Regions from separate parts of the Mus musculus genome. Here regions 1, 2 and 3 are each linked to region 4. Evidence: chromatin contacts called from public ChIA-PET, Hi-C and capture Hi-C data. All regions are on one chromosome and are shown on one strand. The core of a region is the stretch at or near the end of the contact, and the rest is flanking DNA. Distances in the headings are between cores, read along the strand shown.

What was found. Hi-C and Micro-C count contacts between places; a contact is called where the count stands out from the background. ChIA-PET counts read pairs in DNA pulled down with a chosen protein or histone mark. Capture Hi-C pulls out chosen DNA fragments and counts their contacts.
Region 1: a contact with region 4 is called in a Hi-C map of the P5424 cell line, with 2.5 times the contacts expected there. The contact joins the enhancer-like site here to the promoter of Scn4b in region 4. A contact is called at or near these places in 3 of 15 datasets of contacts at CTCF or cohesin (large pre-B cells, pro-B cells and thymocytes), 8 of 484 Hi-C or Micro-C datasets (B cells, the P5424 cell line, Th1 cells and 5 more), 6 of 115 datasets of contacts at active chromatin or transcription factors (bone marrow-derived dendritic cells, double positive thymocytes, effector CD8 T cells and 3 more) and 1 of 9 other capture datasets (liver).
Region 2: a contact with region 4 is called in a capture Hi-C map of macrophages, with 3 times the contacts expected there. The contact joins the promoter of Tmprss13 here to the promoter of Scn4b in region 4. A contact is called at or near these places in 2 of 39 promoter capture datasets (the C10 cell line and the HPC-7 cell line), 3 of 15 datasets of contacts at CTCF or cohesin (large pre-B cells, pro-B cells and thymocytes), 6 of 484 Hi-C or Micro-C datasets (B cells, CD8 T cells, bone marrow-derived dendritic cells and 3 more), 3 of 115 datasets of contacts at active chromatin or transcription factors (bone marrow-derived macrophages, embryonic stem cells and large pre-B cells) and 2 of 9 other capture datasets (liver and macrophages).
Region 3: a contact with region 4 is called in an RNA polymerase II ChIA-PET map of effector CD8 T cells, with 289 read pairs. The contact joins the promoter of Cd3d here to the promoter of Scn4b in region 4. A contact is called at or near these places in 18 of 39 promoter capture datasets (the C10 cell line, Sertoli cells, cranial neural crest and 10 more), 1 of 15 datasets of contacts at CTCF or cohesin (large pre-B cells), 28 of 484 Hi-C or Micro-C datasets (the AML12 cell line, the C10 cell line, the C2C12 cell line and 20 more), 21 of 115 datasets of contacts at active chromatin or transcription factors (CD8 T cells, DN3 thymocytes, the SCID.adh cell line and 17 more) and 5 of 9 other capture datasets (adipose tissue, embryonic stem cells, liver and 2 more).

Annotation. Positions count from the first base shown.
Region 1 is chr9:45,299,310-45,302,206 of GRCm38.p6, forward strand. No RefSeq gene overlaps it. Among named protein-coding and RNA genes, the nearest start is that of Tmprss13, 18 kb to the right of the region's middle. Within about 2 kb of position 1,347, at least 318 of the 459 cell types and tissues checked have an H3K27ac peak or open chromatin away from gene starts, as enhancers often do. A contact at or near this core is called in B cells, the P5424 cell line, Th1 cells and 6 more, where this site is marked.
Region 2 is chr9:45,317,199-45,320,406 of GRCm38.p6, forward strand. It overlaps Tmprss13 (transmembrane protease, serine 13), which reads left to right and starts at 1,902. Exons shown (of 13, transcript NM_001013373.2): 1 at 1,902-1,957. The coding sequence starts at 1,937. Lncbate3 (brown adipose tissue enriched long noncoding RNA 3) reads right to left here. Exons shown (of 4, transcript NR_040720.1): 3 at 1,895-2,121; 4 at 1,068-1,280.
Region 3 is chr9:44,980,170-44,983,220 of GRCm38.p6, forward strand. It overlaps Cd3d (CD3 antigen, delta polypeptide), which reads left to right and starts at 1,617. Exons shown (of 5, transcript NM_013487.3): 1 at 1,617-1,771. The coding sequence starts at 1,717. Cd3g (CD3 antigen, gamma polypeptide) reads right to left here and starts at 262. Exons shown (of 7, transcript NM_009850.2): 1 at 97-262. The coding sequence starts at 151.
Region 4 is chr9:45,137,092-45,139,915 of GRCm38.p6, forward strand. Scn4b (sodium channel, type IV, beta) reads left to right here and starts at 1,533. Exons shown (of 5, transcript NM_001013390.3): 1 at 1,533-2,011. The coding sequence starts at 1,951.

The DNA of each region.
Region 1 (2,897 bases), core at 97-2,596, 160 kb after region 4:
CCCTGCTCTTTGAGAGTCCCAGGAGATGAGCTCAGCTCGGCCCCGGAGGTGATGTCATCTGAGTCTTCTCCGGAGGGACTTCCAAGGGAGCCCTGTGTGAGTTCACTCTGCACTTCTGTTTTCAAACAGCTGCTCTCTGCTCCGGTCTCTGGGTGCCACTCTCAGTTCTCTCTTTGATTCCCACCCAAACCAACAGAGAAGCCAAGTGAAAGAGTAAAAACTCCCTTATGTATGTAATCAATCCACTGAAAACGAAGGTCCAAGGAGAAGCCAGCGTGCCTGTCTCGGGGACCTACACTCCAGCATACACAAGGACATTGCTACCTTTAAAGTCATGTTGACCACCTTGCCCCAAGGGTCTCATGGTAGCGCATCAACCCCAAAGGGACTCACTGTTCACTTCTTCCCCCTCCGTCCTCACTGTTCTCATTGGTTTGTTTTTCTAAGTGTATGAGTGCCTGGCCTGCATGTATGTCTAGTGGGCGTAATGCCCACAGAGGCCACAAGAGGGTGCCAGAGCTCCTGGAACTGGAGTTATGAACAGTTGTGGGCCACCGTATGGCTGCTGGGAATGGAACCTGGGTCTTCTGTAAGAACAAGTGCTCTTGAGCACTAAGCCATCTCTCCAGCCCCCTCTTTGTTGTCTTCCTCTGAAACCTTCTTACCATTCCCATCACCACATAGATTCTTCTACTTTCAGCTAACCACTTTGTTTCCTCTGGATCATTCATTGTTACATCCATTAGTTAATTTGTGAGTCCTCACCTGCCTCCCTCTGTCACATCTCCTGAGAGCATGGCTCTTGCCAATCTGCATACCCCAGGACACCCAAACAGATATGTGCCACCAGGACACTCTAATTTGGTCTAGTGTGGTATACCAAGTGGTACAGAAAAGGGGGACACATGAAGAGGATGCAGATCTAGAGGCAACATTGGGAAGCATTAAGTCTCAGGGACCTGAAGAGTGGCATCGGCTTCCCCAACACCTCACTGGCAAAGCACTGAATTAATTTAGAAAGGATCCCTTAGAGAACTCCGAAAAGTCCGTGAAGATGACAAGATGATGTTTCTTCAAGAGGATGCTCAGGGAAAAGGTCAAAGTGAGAAAATTATAGAGGAAGTGGACTGGGAAGAGGGGTGTCTCGTACTGGGAGCTACAGGGTATGAGGCAACTGAGGAAAACCGGTACTGGGGGTAGCCAGGAGGTGGAAGGAGCAGAGAGCTTTTCCGAATGCTGTCACTAGGTGGCGCCCGAAGACAGAAACTGGAAGGCAGGACATTCACGCGAGCGTGCAGATTCTCCAAGTCACTTCCCCGGAAATGACTCAGCAGGGATGACTTCAGCAGGTGGGGTTCTTCCGCTTGCGACCCAGGCTGCACGACGTTACATCAGGCACTGGGTGCAGAGGAAGTGGGCTTCTCATTTCATTCACGGAGTACCCACTCTTCACTCATCATCAGTCCAGTCCGGGTTCTTTTGTATCTGGGCAATGTCGTGAGAGCATCTGACTGATCCCTGCACGGAACAACGTGAAGTAAATGGATGACAGAGTGGAAAACACTCTAAGCCAGCCCAGCCCAGCCTCGCTCACAGTTCTAGCGCATGCTCTCTCTCCTCTGAAACCAGGCATCACTAGTCAACTTCACCCTGTGCCTGGCATTTATGACACACTGCCCTACAGACTGAGTCCATATCTTATCTCCCTGACTGTGGAATGTAGCATGTGCTGGTCATATCTCATTAATCACTTTTATCTCATGAACATCCCTCCCCAACACTCAGCATAATATCTGGACCACTGGCCTGTTTGGTAAAGATCTGATGATGATGGTGGTGATAATAAAGGGGGAGGAGGAAGAAGCAGAGGATGGAGGAGGAAGAGGAAGAAGAGGAGGAGGAGGTGGAGGAAGAAGAAACCATAGGCCATCGCCAATGAGGTAGTTACTTGCCTAGCAAGTCCTACACATCATAGATATTAACGATGACAAAGGTCACTGGAGCAGGGAGGGGAGGTGCCTGGGCTGGCTGTGAGGGTACTCAGCAGCTCTACTCCCAGCATCATATCTTAGGCAGGAAGTGGTACAGAGAATCCCCATAGCAAGGCCTTTACCACCCCCATTGCTAACAGAGCAGTTTGGGTCCTACTGGACTACGACTCCATCATTATATCCTACTGGGCTGCAGTCTCGTAATAGAGGAATGCAAGGCCTAAAAATCAGTATTGAGACGTCCAAGATACCTGCCATCTGTGCAACACTGAGTCTGCACCTCTGTCTACACAGTAGCTGTTGTGCTTTATAAAAGAGAGCCAGGATATGTTTGATAGAACCAAGTATGGTACAGTGGGAGGGGGCCTTGGTGGGCCTGTGCTGTGACATCCCTTCTCTCTGAGGTACCAGCCATAGGACAGGTATAGTGTGGACAGAGTTTATTTATGCGTGGGAAGGGGGGTTGGGAAGGGAGTAGAGACAGAGAAAGACAGGGGGTAGAGGGAGAAGGAGAAAGGGGTCAGCGAGAGAAGAGAGTCAGGGGTGGGGGCAGAGTGAGCAAGGAGCGACCAAACAAAGTCTTTAAGAACAAGCCAGGCCTACCTGGCTGTTGCTAGGTAACTGTTGGGCGGAGCCTAGAAGGAATGCTAACAGGGGCCATGCCACTGTACCCCATTGTGTACTTTCCAGTTCAAGGCGAGGGTAGGCGGTGTGAATGTGCATGCTGATAGCTGACCAGGGCCAGAGGGGGAAGGAGGAGGTGGTTACCAAAAATACCCGGATACAAGGCTTGCTCAAGCCCAGCCGTCTGTACAGGCAGCTTCCTAAGTTTGAGGCTGGAGATCTCATCCTTTACCAATCCGATGCCATCTTTTGGGCTTACTTTACTATTAAAACGGATAATGA
Region 2 (3,208 bases), core at 652-3,151, 180 kb after region 4:
CAGGGCAGGGATGGAAAGGGCAGCTTCAAGGCTGGACTCTGTCGGGGGAAGGGTCTGAGTCTTGTCCAGGCAGCCCAAAGCCTTCCTCAAAACGAAGAAAAGCCCTGGAAATCCCACCTCTACTCCAAGAGGCTGAGGATCAGCGTTCTGTGCCTCCTGAACCCACTCTGTGGGACACCGAGGGCAGCATAACCTGCTTAGCAAGAATTCTGGGACAGAAGACCAAGGAAAAGCTGACATTGCTCCAGAGCTGACTTCTTGGTGCTATGTGTCATCACCAATTCCCAGACAGCACACTCGTAGGCTTCCAAATCGATCTTGCCTTCAGTTGCTCCCTCTGACTTGCCCAGAACCCCCTATCTGAGCTCTTCCAAGAGGCTCTGGGGACTTGGATTGGAAAAGACATCTGACCTGCCTGGAAGACTGATGGAGCCCTCCAGGACCGGCCTCTGGGTGCCAAGGATGAAGCATAGCCTTGTAGCTCATTGGTGCCCAGAGGGGACCTCCTTAGGAGAGGGGAAGAGGAGGACCCAGCACACAATGTGGCCAGCCTGTGCCCAGACCTGGATGACCAGAGTGTGGACAGCGAGAGGAAGAGAGCGAGGGCCAAGTTCTGATGTCTTGAAGAGCAGCCAGTGAAGTAATGCAGCCAAGTCAGAGACTCCTTGGCTCTCTGCCTGGGTCTTCCAGGAGTTTTCCCATGAGCCTCTGTGTTTTAGACTTCCCTGAACACCCTAAACTAGAACAGTTTTCATATCTGTTTATCTAAAAGGTCAAGAGGCAGCCTCAGACTCCACCCTAGTAGTTGACCATGGCCACTGCTCCTAATTGTCAGGGCATTCTCAGCCTCGCCATCTCCTCCGGCTTTGCCCCCCTCCCTCCCACTGTCTGATGCCAGAACTGCCTCACTGGTTTGCTGAGTGTGGTCAGTGTCCCAGCTCCCACCCCCCCCACACACACACCCCACTCCCAGCCCCATCAGTGCTGGCACCGCAGCTCCAGGGGTCTAGGTCTGTCCAGCTTCTAGGATTGCACGTAAACCAAGAATTCACAAAAGAGGCAAAAATAAAAGCAAAGAGAATTTTATCTGGGTACAGATTCATGCATGGGGGAACACAGACCCAATCGCAGAATCCACGGATCTCAGCGAAGTTGCAGCCACCCTGGGGCTTTATCACAAAGGGAGCATTCCCAAGTCCACCTAACTCTTCTGCTTCCACACTTCTGAGCGCAGCGACTTTGCTTTAGGACACGTGTCTCTTCCTCTGTTTCTTTTGCCTCTAATGATCAGGATGGAGCACAGGGTAGGAGGTCATGAGTCAGCCTAATATATTCCCCAGACCGGTTTCCACTCAAATACATACATGTTTTATAGTAATTGATTTTGATATAATTCATAATATTTTATTGCTGCCAATGGAGGTAATTCATTATGTGCACCATTTAAAACCATCTGATTTCTCTTGTCGTTGTTAAGAGTTTTCATAAAAAACTTTTTTCAGGAAAAAAAAAAGTCCATCTCATGTCCAGATTTGGGATTTGGACACAGTTAGAAATGAGCACACTTTGAGGGCAGGGTCTTCCTGGAAGGCTCAGGTGACCACATTCGAAGGGCTTCCCATAATCTCAGATCCTGTCTGGAACCCTCTGGGAGGGGCGGTGAAGGGGACCCCACACACAGAAGCTCATGTGGTGGCAGTTTCAAGAGCCCAGGTATTAGCTGAGTAACTGGGATGGGGCTGAAGGACAGGTCTGGCGAGTTCTGGGTTGTTTATACCTGAGTTACCTCACACGTCCCACCGACTTCCCCGCCCCATCTGCTGAGGGCCGGCCCTCGGCCCTCAGCCTCCTTTTCCCCACACGCTGGGGGACTGGGGGCCAACATGGATCTTACCCTCGACATCAGCTGAGCCTGGAAGAAGCATTCTCTTACACCATGGACAGAGGCAGCCACCGGGTGAGTGCGCCGCGGTCTCCTGGGCTTTCCCAGGCATGAGAAGGGACAGGCTGGAGTCAGGCAGGGTGCTGCCAAGACCTGCCCCGAGTGTAGGGAAGACAGAATGTCTCTGCTGGCTGGAAGCTGCCTGGGATCCAGTGATTTCAACTGCTTCATCTTAGTCCCTAGAAGGAACTCCGAGGAGGAGAAACCAATAAAATATGGAGTCTGGTTATTAGGCACCCCTGGGCTGTGTGGCCAAGGCCTGGACAGGGCTGTGGCCTGTGTGTGCCCTGGCAAGAACAGCTCTGGAGTTACTTGGTAATCTGGCGTTGCTGTTTGAGGATTGGATTTAATCTAGATTCATTTTTGCTGGTTTGAGAACCCAAAGGTATTTTAACTCATCTTCAAGGATTACCTCCTAGCTAGACTCCTAACCCTTCCCGGAAGCATGCGAGTCTTCTTTTTAAATGTACATTTAAATTTTTTCATTGGTTACTTACTAGGGGACGTAAAGTACATGGGAAGTGCTTCCTTATGTCTAACCACAGTGTCTTCTGCTATATCTTAAGCTTCTTCTGCTGCTTTTAGAGGTGATAGAGAGCAATGGGGTTGTCCTGTGTAGAAAAGGGTCTTGTACACACATTAGGTATCCACAAAGCCTTATTTAATGCGCCCCTCTTTTTGCTTAACTTCTCCTAGGTCCTGTTTTCTGCTCTTTTCCATATTTTTCTGTTCTCTATTGATAGAGTGGACTCTGAGACTCTAGAAAGTCCAACAAGCCCTGGGTTTGAAGAAATCCAGCTCACCATATGTTCTAGACTGTGCCTGGCTTGTGGTCCACTCTGAACCCGGGTATGTTTCCGAAGGCACTGTTATCTCTCCTATTATTCCAGACCCCTCTCTGCTCTTCTCCTTTGCTCTCTGCTCTGGTCCTTTTGGCTCATGTCCCCACAGGAAGCAGAACAGGGAGCATGGGGTGGGGGTAGCATTCTGTAGGAAGCATGGGGCGCCACACACACAGCCATGGCTATCTTCCGTGAAAACTTGCTAGTCCCCAGACCCAAAGATGGGGACTGAGCTATCTATCAAGTTCTATCTGTTCAAGTTAGAGATGGGCAGAGACCTGGCCTCTCTCCTGGAGTGGGGTTAGAGAAGCATGTTCATCTGGGAAACTCATCTTCCTAGAGTTAGGGACCAATGTGGAAGCAGGTTGGAAGGACAGGACATGGGCAAAAGTGTGAATTAAGTGTCAAAGTTCTGGTAGGTCCT
Region 3 (3,051 bases), core at 367-2,866, 160 kb before region 4:
CAAGGTTGGTAAGGATTCCAATAACTCTGCCTCCCTGCTCACAGCTTCTTCTCATGAGCCTTCCCAGTGTGGTCAGAGACTCAAGTAAACTCTTACCTTGAAGAAGAGAGATCACCAGGAAGAGGCCAGCCAGACCCTTCCTCTGCTCCATGTCAGTCTCTTTGCTTCTCCAGTAGAAGTATTGAGAGTCCCTTAGCCACCCAGCCACCCAGCCACCCAGACAGCCTGTGCAGCAGCTGGCCTGGCTCCACCCAGCATGCATTGAGCTGGGACTCTGAGTAGAGGCAATACCAGGTGTCTCCGCCCTCTCCTGTAGAGTGTGGGCAGCAGGGGCCCCAGCAGGGGTGTTGATGCTCTGACTTATCTCGTTTTCTCTTTTGTTGTTGTTAAGGCTTGCAGGATAGCAGGTGGCAGGGGATGAGGTTCTAGATTCCCACTTGGAAACCCCTTTACCACTAGAACCTCTATGCGCAATAGGTTGAAGACTCCACTGAGCCTTTTTCTCGATGACAGTGATGAATGTTCCTGCCTGTTCTTCTGGCTAGGTCTGGACTTGTTTGTCACTTGATCCCAGAACTCATGGGTTTAGGCAGAACTTTTCCATGTATGAGACTGGAGTTCTGAATGGAAAAGCATCTTAGAGTAGACCTTCCTTAAGAGATTTTTGACACTGTTCTTTTGAGAACATCTAAGTGGTACCCACCTAGAAGAGAACATCCCAACGGGACAACTAGCTTATTTCTTGGTGTATGACCCTGGGCTAGTTCCAGGGTCTCAGGCTATTGTCTCCTTTAGCCAGTCAATGCATAACAGAAATTCACAGAATTCCTATGTGATTCCAGGCACAAAGGATAATTTTGTCCCCAGACAGATGACCTTCTGATTATAGCAGTGTGGAAAGTTAGATCCCCACAGCACATGGTAGAAAAGTCTATTGTCTCCTGGGGAGGATCGATTCTACAAATGAGTGGATTGATTATATTGTTAAGAAGACTCTCATACTGAGATGGCTTAATGTGGCTGGCATGATGCAAACACTCCTCCCCCAATCCTTAGAGTGATGCTGAGGGAGACAAGCTCTGAGACACTCCATGCATGGGTACTATGTGCTGGACCTAGGATTCCGATGTCTGGATGAGGGCTTCTCAAGTCCATCTTCCCACTGGCTAGAAGCAGCTTGATGTGGTGTCCCAGAGTGTCCTGTGAAGGGTCCTGAGACTGATCAGAAACAAGAGGATCTGCTAATGTGGCTTGTGTAATAGTTTCTCTCAGTGGATCTAAAGAGGTGGCACTTCCTTGTTTGTGAGTAAATGTAGTTGTATTGTTCATAGGAAGCCCAAAATCTTCTTTGTTTGTTACCAGTGACTATTGCTATTTGTTTTTTGTTACCAGGAAAGGCTATTCTAAATTCCCTTACACTTCCTAGAATTCTGAACAAACTTTCCTCATAGTCTCTGCTTTGTATCAATCATCCCAAAATCTTTGCTTCAGAAAGAGCAGTTTGCACCTGTTTGTGTTTTACCCCACACCTAGCCCACTGTTGCTTTGACAGTCTTACACCATCAAAGGCAGAAGGTAGAGAGGCAGATTTCTTCTAGTTCCTCCCCCACTCTTCCTTTTTCTGAATACCCATGAGTCTGTTGGCGGAGGATAGTGCTAACCCTGGCTGATCATCCTGTGGCTTGCCTCTATTTGTTGCATGATTCCCTCTGGAAGATGGAACACAGCGGGATTCTGGCTAGTCTGATACTGATTGCTGTTCTCCCCCAAGGTAAGGGAGGCCTCTTCAGCTGTGTGGAGGATGGACCCGTGAGGGGCATTGTCACTGGGAGAAGTCCACTGGATAGTGCATCTCGTTTACCAAGCTGGGGAAGATAAAAGGGCAAGGCTAGGGCATAGGAAACAAGCATTCGGCTTTGACCTGCTCTAGTCAAGGCTCACATTGGTCGTGATGGTGTCCCCAAACTCCTTGGACCAGACATTTGTAGGAAATGGTTCCATATTGTATGTCCCTAGGCCTAAAACTAGTAATGAAGTTATACCCATTGCATCGTCTAAGGCAAATGGCCTCTTGGAGTAGGATTCTTGGTCATGTGACCACCCGGAGCCACGGCTCGGCTCAGAATTTAGAAGCGATCTTTAAGAGAAAAGTTAGCTTTAGCTGAATGGGAAGGACAGGCAGAGGGTATGTTATATTAAAGTCTGTAAGTCCTAAGTGCCAACTCTTTCTCAGTTTGTTTGCTTTTAAAACAGAAAAGCAGGCTGGGTAGATAACACGGGGGTAGGACTCAAGGAGTGCAAAAAACCCAAACCAAACAAACTCCAAAATAACACTGCGAAGCTCACATCTCAGAGCTCAGCCGTCCCAGGAAAACTGGGTCAAATGGTTACTCTAAGAGCTGTCCTGGCCACCAGAGATTTCTACTGGACGTAACTCCAAAGAAGACGGGACTTTAAGAGGAGAAGAATTACATACACCTCTCTTCTCCAGCATGCTCATATATGTTCCTGCTTCAGAGGCAGGGGCAGCCATTTTGGAGTTTTCTGGAGGGTGCTCTTTTGTTCAGATCAGTAACTAAGTAATGAAGCTCAGAGACACACAGACTCCAGGGAAGGCTGGCTGTAGACATAAGGCATGGCAGTGCCCTCTGGGCTGGGAAGGCTCACTGTGCCCACAGCCTTTCACCTCTCCCACCAGACTTGATGTACTTAGAGCCTCAGGAGCAGATTTGATACATATTGGTGGCCCTTTCTCCTTAAGCAAGCATGGCAAAGACAGTAAAAATTATAGGGGCACAGGAGGGACAGGAACCGCTCAACCCAGAAACTAGCTAGGGTTTGAGAATTTCAGCACAATTAATGTTCTCTGTATAAGTTGTCTACAAGCTGCTCTTTTCTGATACGGGTATTTTACTATGCTGCTATTTAAAATAGCAACAAGTCAGGCTTAAGGCTGGACTGTGTATGACCTTGGGCAGGGCCTCATTCCTCTCTAGAACATTCTCTAAGAGCCTCATAAATACGACTACTTTCTTTGTTTGCTGTGAAGAG
Region 4 (2,824 bases), core at 283-2,782:
TGTGTTGTGTGTTCAGCCTGTGTGCCCAGGGCTCTGCCAAGCGTGCTAACACGTCTTTATCTCTCTGAGTCTTTACATCCAGTTCTATTTCTAATGTTGGAAAGGCCTGGTGCAAGATACAGGTGCAAAAAGGCACACAAGTCTCAATGTAGGTAATAAATCAGGATAGAGGCGTGGTGGAGAACACCTTTCATCCCAGCACTCAGGAAGGGGAAGAAGAGGCAGGGCGATCTCTGAGTTCCAGGACAGTTTGGCCTACAGGGCTACACAGAGAACTCCTGTCTCAAAACCACCACCACTACAGCAATGACAGCAGGAACAGCAACTCAGGATCATTAAGTAAAGTTTATCTCCCATCCTCGGCCTCTGACTGCTTTTCCATGGTGGCCTAGAAGATGGGATTTCTTTTCAGACTCTTCCCCAGTCATCTTGCTTTTGTGACTGGTCCTGCAGCGACTGGGGTTCCACTCAGGAACCACCCACCTGCTTATCAAACTTATCCAAGAGGAGTCCAACTCAGCAACCCCTAGGGGAAACACTAGATTCTTGGATCCCCAGAACCCTTTAGAACTCAGAGGAGGTGTGTTCCCTGGACTCATGGGCTAGCATGAGGTCCCCTAAAACTAGGAGCCCAGGGCTGCCCTCCCTGTTGCCTAGCATTGAGGATGATGCTATTTTGCATCAGGAGGTAAATATCATGGGGTCACCATCCAGCAGACAGCAGAATTCTCCAGAAAAGTTGTGTGCTTTGTTCAGAGTTCTCCAGCAGCAAACACAGGGCATCAGAGCTGTTCAACTACCATGACAACCAACGAAGCAAAAGAAAACAAGGTTCTCCCCGCAGACAGTTAACATTCTGTATACAACCTCAATGGTCTCTTATGGCGCTGAAGCCTTTCAGGAACTCCGGGTTGGAAGATGGGTGGAGGGTGTGGCGAGGTGGAGGGTGTATTTCCAAGGTTTAACTGGTCTCCGGACAGTGAGGAGGATTTGTCCTGGAGGGTAGCTTGAGTAGTTGACTAGAGGTCTTGAGGGGGGACCTTCTTGGTGTTTACGGTTGCCTCCCCACCCCCGCCTCCCCGCGCTGGGGGCAAAGCACGCTGTCTCCAAGTGACTGCCTGCCAACCCTCTAAGAAGCAAAGAGTCTGTGCAGAAATGGGTTGGTGGGCGGCGTGCAGGAGACTTTGCAGGGGAAACTAGGTTTGCCACAGCCTAAAAGCCATCCGCAGAGCGAATGAGCGGCGCGGCTGGAGGCGACGCGTGTTGGTTCAGGGCTGTACCGGTCGTCCGCAGCGGGCAAGCCGGCACACGCCCACCGGCTGCGGCAGCGCCCGCTGCGGATGTCCTCCCGGCGGTCCCCGGAGAGGCAGCCGCTGCCCTTACTCGTGTTCTCTGAGCGGAACAAAAACAGCCTTCCAACAAACCTAAAAGCTCCACCTCTACTCCCCCGTGAACTCTTCTCCTAATTGGCAGCTCGGCGCTTGGGATGATGCGGGCGTCTGCGGGCTGGCCCTGCAGTGCCAAGCCGCAGCATTCCCGTCCCGCTGGAGAGGAAGAGGGCTGCCCAGGCTGGACCCTACGGCCGTGATACACGGCGCAACGGGCACTGTGCGAAACCGACGGGGACGCCGCCCCTCCTGCGGCTGGAGCGCTTCCAGAGCAGAGGCGCATCGCAGTGCCGCTCGCCCCGGCGTCCTCCCTTCAGCTCCGGCTCCTCCTCCCCCTTCCAGCCCCGGCTCCTGCAGCCGGCTCCAAGAGGCGGCGGGCGCGCCTCCCCCTCCTTGGTCTCCCCCTCGTCTCGCTCTCTCGCGGCTAACTTTCCGGAGCCCCGACCCGCGGCTCGGAGCTCCCCTGGCAGCTGCGGGGCCCACAGACGACCTCGGGTGGAGAGCCCGGCTGTCCCCACTATTCCATCCCAAGCCCCCGGAGCGCTCCAGAGAGAACAGGACCATGTCCCGGGCTGGGAACCGAGGCAATACTCAGGCGAGATGGCTGGGCACTGGGCTTTTGGGTAAGATAGCCCCAGCTTTGTCATTTCTCTCTCTCGCCTCTTTCTTAACCCCACCCCATCCTGAAGGAGGTGAAGAGAAGTGCCTTAGACAAGGTGGCACCAAATGATTGGGATGCCGGTCTTCCTCCGGACCCTTAGCTTTAAGACTATGTTCCCTGGGAACCTTGTGCATTTTCCCCAACCCCTGCCACCCGGGCAGTGAGTTTCTTGCTTTCTTTGATGCCTTTTGGAGCTAGGTGTTGGAGCTGCAGCAGGGAAATCCTCCTGAGACCGGAGTTAAGGCATGCTGGTGGGGTGGGGGCTGGGGTGTCTACTGCCTTGAGTGTGGGGGCTCCAGGGAGTTTGCAGGTGTAGCGGTGTCTGCCGCTCTTGCCTAGTACTATTGACTTGCTTGCTTCCCTGGCAGCAGGAAATGCTCCAATGGGGGACGAGGGTCTCCCTCCCGACTCTTCGCCAGGTTCTCCCCACTTCTTCCTTTCTGGTGTCCATTGCCACTCTTTCAAATGCTGGAAGGACTTAGAAGAACCCAGAGGACCACTCAAAGGCCACCTTTTCAGAAGGTCCTTGTCCCTCTTCCTTTAAAGGGTTTCTTTGGGGAAAGACCTGTTTGGCTTGCTACTGGCTTTTCATTTTGGGGAAGGCTGGGAAGAGAGAGGAGTCAGGCCCAGAGGACACAGAGGGTATAGACTCTTATGGCTATCTATTAATATTCACATGATGGTTTTGAGTGTCAAACTCCAAGAGATTAAGCAATGGTATTTATTAGTCCAGACCAGAATCTAATCTTCTACACAGCCTGACTTCCAATGTAAG